Linked DNA regions of Hordeum vulgare: region 1 is linked to region 2. The links are chromatin contacts, called in public Hi-C maps. All regions are on one chromosome and are shown on one strand. Each heading gives the region's core, a stretch centred on a gene start, on an enhancer-like site or on the middle of the called end of the contact. The rest is flanking DNA. Distances are from core to core; before and after follow the strand shown. Region 1 holds the start of LOC123400688. Region 2 has its middle 10 kb from the start of LOC123445163.

What was found. Hi-C and Micro-C count contacts between places; a contact is called where the count stands out from the background.
Region 1: a Hi-C map of seedling shows a contact between it and region 2, with 2.4 times the contacts expected there. The contact joins the promoter of LOC123400688 here to the enhancer-like site in region 2. A contact is called at or near these places in 2 of 6 Hi-C or Micro-C datasets (leaf and seedling).

What each region holds. Positions count from the first base shown.
Region 1 is chr1H:459,375,552-459,378,444 of MorexV3_pseudomolecules_assembly, forward strand. LOC123400688 reads right to left here and starts at 1,478. Exons shown (of 8, transcript XM_045094662.1): 1 at 579-1,478; 2 at 340-483; 3 at 1-198. The coding sequence starts at 1,478.
Region 2 is chr1H:459,180,325-459,183,337 of MorexV3_pseudomolecules_assembly, forward strand. It overlaps the pseudogene LOC123414669. Among protein-coding and RNA genes, the nearest start is that of LOC123445163, 10 kb to the left of the region's middle. Within about 2 kb of position 1,722, at least 3 of the 3 cell types and tissues checked have open chromatin away from gene starts, as enhancers often do. A contact at or near this core is called in leaf and seedling, where this site is marked.

The DNA of each region.
Region 1 (2,893 bases), core at 228-2,727, 190 kb after region 2:
ATCATCATTGTCACCGTAAACGATGCCCAAGGTCTTTATCCCCTTCTCCAGTATGTAACTGACAAACAACTGCTCACGGTCCAGGCCATGGAATCCGTGGAGGACAAACTTCTTCAGATGAGAGAGGCAGTCGGCAGAGCCCGGGTAATTCCAGGTCTCAGCACAATCTCCACTATCAGGTGACGAGGATCGAATGGACTGGAATTGAGTAAAAAACAATGTCAGTGTCTAGCATATCAATCCTCAACTTGCACCCAAGTACAATTAGAAGTGCTAGAACAGATACCTATATTATTAATCTGTTGGGATGAACATATATCAATATTATACGAATACTACCATGATGTGAAGCGTCTCCAGACGAGGAAAGCATCTGAGCAGAGGGTGCAGCATCTTGACCTCCTTGTCATGCGAAAATCGCACCTTGACAACCAGTATCTTCAAGTTTGGTAGCATCACACTATCTTTCATAGTCATCCGAACCTGCCATTGAGGCAAATTAAACATGAGAACATTATTTGGTTGCAGTCATGTACCGAATTGAAGTGCAGATCAAGAAAGTTACAAGACACAGTTACCTTGATGACGGTGCCGCCAATCTCAAGTGTGTGGAGCTGGAGGTCCAAGACACCGAGCACCTCCAACCTGGACACATGGACAATTTTGATGGGCCTCCTCCGCTCAAAAACGGCAACGCTTTCGAAGGGCAGGCGCTCCAAGCAGGGGGCATCCTCGACGATGATTTTATCGGAGCTGCATATCCATTCCGACACCACACGGAGGCTGCTGGACTTGATGCGGGGGCGTGCAGGGCAGTTGTAAGCGATGGCAAAGGAGAGGATGTTCAGCTTGGGGCAGTGCGCGAGCAAGGCTTCGAATTTGTTGTCCTCGATGATGGAGTGGAAAAGGCTGAGCTCGCAGAGGTTGGGAAAGACGGGGTGGTGGCCGGGGGTGATGTCCGGGAAGTGCCAGACGCCGATGTACAGGCGGGTGAGGGAGGCACAACTGAGGATTTCTTTGGGGAGCGGCAGGTTGAGCGGCCACGGGCGGTTGAAGAGGATGAGGTCCTGGACGTTCTTGGCGGCGAGGCTGGCGAGCAGGCGCTGGAGCGCGTACTCCCGGTGGTAGAAGGAGGTGCGGGTGGCACGCAGGGCGCGGACGGGGCCCGGGTGAGCGGCCACGCAGCGCCTGCTCGGGGCGGGGGCCGGAGAGCTCGTACTCCTCGTCCTCGCTGCCGTTGCCGGCGTCCTCCACTCCGGGCCCGCCCATGATGCGCGCGAGGCGACACGCGCGGCGCTGTTCATGGCGGCTGCTGCGGCGGCTGACCCCGCCCCACGGCGGCCAACGATGGAGGCGGACCCGGCCCCACCAGCGACCCCGAGCGCGTGTGGCGGGTGTGCACCGGGGACGCCGACTGGGACCCGCCCGACGACGTGTGCAGGCTGCGGGCTCGCCGGACGCGACGACATGCGATCCATGGCACTCATACGTATTCAACGTATCTATAATCTTTTATAGTTTCACGTTATTATAATTTTTGTCTTTTGTGTGAGCATCATTGAATTATCAATGCCTATCTAAGGGCATCAAACAATAGCGCTTGTTGGGAGGCAACCCAATCAATTTATTTTTTTCTTTCTGTTTTGTTGCGTCCACACCATCATAATTCTGTTGTGATTGTGTTTTTTATGTTTGAGTCAAGCAAAACCTTTATGATTAGTCTTGGTAATGGTTGTTTGATCCTGCTGGAAAAAGACAGAAACTTTTCGCTCACAAGATGATTTTTCATTTTTATTCAGAAAGAGCTTTTGAGTTTATTCTTTTTGCTGCTGGTTTATATGCCTTTTGCCCAGGCAGTCGTAATTGTTCAGATGTTTTGAGGTACCACAAGTATACGAAGTATACATATTGCTACAGACTGGACTGTTTTTGACATATTTTGTTTTTGTTGAGTTGGTTGCTTGTTTTGATGAAACTATGGTTAATATCGGGGGTACTAGCCATGGAAAAGTGAGAATACAGTAGCCCAACACCAATATAGATAGAATTCAAGTTTGCTACACTACCAAAAAGAGGTGGTAGTTTGTTTTCTTGTGCTAATGTTATCACGAGTTTCTGTTTAAGTTTTGTGTTGTGAAGTTTTTTCAAGTTTTTGGTGATGTTCTCATGGATAAAGAGATAAGGAGTGGAAAGATCTCAAGCTTGGGGATGCCCAAGGCATCCCAAACCAAATTCAAGGACACCAAAAAGCGTAAGCTTGGGATGCCCCGGGAAGGCATCCCTTCTTTCGTCTTCAATCCATCGGTAACATTACTTGGACCTCTATTTTTATTCACCACATGATATGTGTTTTGCTTGGAGTGTCTTGTATTGTAGGATTCTTTTCTTTTTGTTGTGTCACAATCATCCTTGCTGCACACCTTTTTGAGAGAGAGAGACATGCACTCATCATGATTTTTGCTAGAATGCTCATAGTGCTTCACTTATATCTTTTGAGCTAGATACTTTTGCTCTATGTGCTTCACTTATATCATTTAGAGCACGGCGGTGCGTGACTTGGTAGTTGGCTTATGCTATCAAAGTAGTCCCAAATGTGATAGTTACCCAAAGAGGATACAAAAACCTCCATCTTCATGTGCATTGAGTAGAAAGAGAAGTCTTGATTCCTCTCAATTAGTTTTGAGATGTGGATTCGGTAATATTAAGAGTTATGTTAGTAATGTGTTGTGAATCTAGAAATACTTGTGTTGAAGTTAGTGATTCCCGTAGCATGCACGTATGGTGAACCGCTATGTTAGGAAGTCGAAGCATAATTGATCTATTGATTGTCATCCTTTGTGTTGAGGTCGGGATCGCGCAATGGTTAACACCTACCAACCCTTCCCCTAGGAGT
Region 2 (3,013 bases), core at 472-2,971:
CCCATGTTTACATGGGTTGGATTCACTATCAGCTAACGAAGAATACATGAATTTCAAGCCATGAGGCCGGCCGCCAGCAGGAGGACAAGGCCAAATCCTACTGTGGCCCTCGGAGAGGCGGCGGCGGAGGAGGGCGGAGGCATGGCCGGGACGGGCGACGACGAGGGGGAGCCCGGCACGATGTCGACCCTGAGCTTCATGCCGCCGGTGGTGCAGTGGCCAGGAAAGCCGCAGATGAAGTAGCGGGTGCCGACGGCGGGAAGGGCGACGTAGGTGAAGAAGCCGGATCCCAAGGCGGTGATGGGGCCCGGTGGCGTTGCAGGAGTCGTAGCCGGGCTTGGTGACCTCGAGCACGTTGTGCGCCCCTCGCTCGTGCTTGAAGATGAGCTCGTCGCCCGGGTGGAACTTCCTAGACGACGCCCAGCCGCCGTAGTCGGTGGCGAGGTCCCACGCGCCGCCCGGCTCGCCGACGCGGTGGGTCACCGCCGACGCCGTGCCCAGGACGGCGGCAAGGAGAGCGATGATTTTCATGGCAGCCATGGACTGCGGTGACGGGTGGAGGTTGGAATGCGGTGCAACGCAACGCAAGGAGAGGAGATCGATATATGCTTCAGGGGAGTTGGTTGGGTTGGGTTGGCTTGCTGCCGTGCCACCGGCATTGCCCCTCGCTTTATATACGAGCAAAGCAAGCGCAAGCGCTCAGCCTTGATTGGGCCCGCGTGGTGGAAATGGAATGATAAAGGGGTTGGAATTTGGGGTTGAATGATCATGTGCGCTTTGGACTTTGAACGAGTCAATGCTACCTTGTGGCCAGCTGACCATCTAACGCCGCCTCGCTTCCCATTCAACTTGGACGTTGCTGTACGCGGCCTATGTTATGCATGTGGCCATGGGCCTCGGGCATGTAAACTGTGCAAGTGTGTACGCACATGCTGTCATCCTGGAGCTAGATCTTAGTGTGAGACACAATCAAGTCTCAATTAAGTGATACTCCCTCCTCCATTTTTAAATATAAGTCTTTTTAGAAATTCCATTAGAAGACTACATACAGAGCAAAATTAATGAGTATACACTCTAAAATGTGTCTACATACATCTGTATGTTGTCCCTAGTAAAATCTTAAAAAAAACTTATATTTAGGAACGAAGGAAATACAACATATAAAAAACAATACTTTTTTTTTCAGTTTTTGAGAGGCATGGACTGCCTCTTACGAAAGCAAATCCATACTTTTTCTGAAAGTAAAATCATGAAAAATATTTTTTTTGTTTTTGATTGTCTCTTACAAAAGTAAAATCGTGTCTTTCGCGAAATCAAAACCATGGCTCTCGAGAAAAGAAAAAAGCATATTTTTTTGCATAAACTTTTTCTGTCCAAAGGCTAAGAAAGGTGTGTGAAAAAACCGAAAAGCCAAAAAAAATAAAAAGGCAAAAACGCGTGCGAGAAAATTATAAAATAAGTAAAATAAAAAAAAATCTAAAACGCGACATGTGACAACGGCTGAAAAAGACCATTGAAAGCTCCCAGAGGAGCGCTTTGCTCCCTATTTTTTGGTGTTCCGGCCGGTATTATCAAACGTGCCTGGCCCAATTCCACTCTCTTGATCTGTTTCACATGTCTTTCACGTTGCATCATTTATTTTGTACTTGGGCTGAGCCCATCTGCTGGTGGATGTACGCATGAATGGACCCCTAGCAAGGCCTTGGCCCTAGGCGGCCGCCCCGGCCCAGATCCCCGCATCGCAGCAGGGCCAACAGCGACCGGCGGAGGCAGAGTGGCGCGTCTACTCGCCCACGACAGGATCCCGATGTCCCCAACCCGTCCCAGCATCACTTCCACTTCGATACAATCCACGTAAACACATCAATAGATGAGATCTATCCATACCCCTTCACAATAAAGGATAGAATGATCATTTTAAAAAATACGTCGCACACACGACACATCAATGGATGAGATTTATCCGAACCCCTTCACGATAAAGGGTAGAATAGTTATTTTAGAAAATACGTCGCACACACGACACATCAATGGATGAGATTTATCCGAACCCCTTCACGATAAAGGGTAGAATAGTTATTTTAGAAAATACGTCGCACACACCATTCGTATACGCCACGATGGACCAGCCCATTGACGGATGCATGTACGATCCGTTTGTCTAGTACTAAAAGATAAAGCGGAAGGATTCAAACACAAGACCTCCAACTACAAGGACATGGCTGATAGCCACTAGGACTAATAGGCACTTGTGCTTAGTTACTCAGCACAACGTATTAGAAAGGCCATTAATGGCGCCAGATCCTGAAAATAAAATTGTATCATTATTTCTGAAAAAGTGAATATTTTTTACAACATGAATATTTTGCAAAAGTTTTGAATTTTAGAAATCTCAAACTTTTTTTCAAATTTTAATTTTTTTTGAATGCGGACGTTCTATAAAAAACAAACAAATTTTCAAGAATAGGAGGTAATGTAGCAAACATTTATATAAAACATCAAATATTTTTGAACATTTAACAAAAACTCAAACATTTTTTAAAAACATGAATGCTTTTTTAAAACTAGCGGGCACTGTATCTAACTCTTTTTTTAATGAACATTTTTATTTTCTTTATCAATTTTGGGAAATATATACAACTTTTAAATCCTGGAACAATTTTTAAAACACAAGCATTTTTCGCATAAGAAACCAAAAAGAAGTGAAAACAGATTCATGACAAACCAGATACTGTAGCATATGCGTTTATCTCATAATTGGGCTGACCATCTTGTTTGTTAGGTTGCTTGCCTCTGTGCTAATGAGCCAGAGTTTGTCGCGAAGAGTAATAGAATTGGACTTTCGTCGTATTTTGTGCTGTCATCCCTCTCTTTTTTTTTGAATGCTTTTCAGTTAGTTGAACTTTTCTTGCAACTTTTTTTGAACTTTTTTAAAATCCCTCATTTTTTTTACAATTTGTTTACAAAATTTGCAAATTTTCTAAATAGGTAGAATTTTGTTCTAAAATGATTC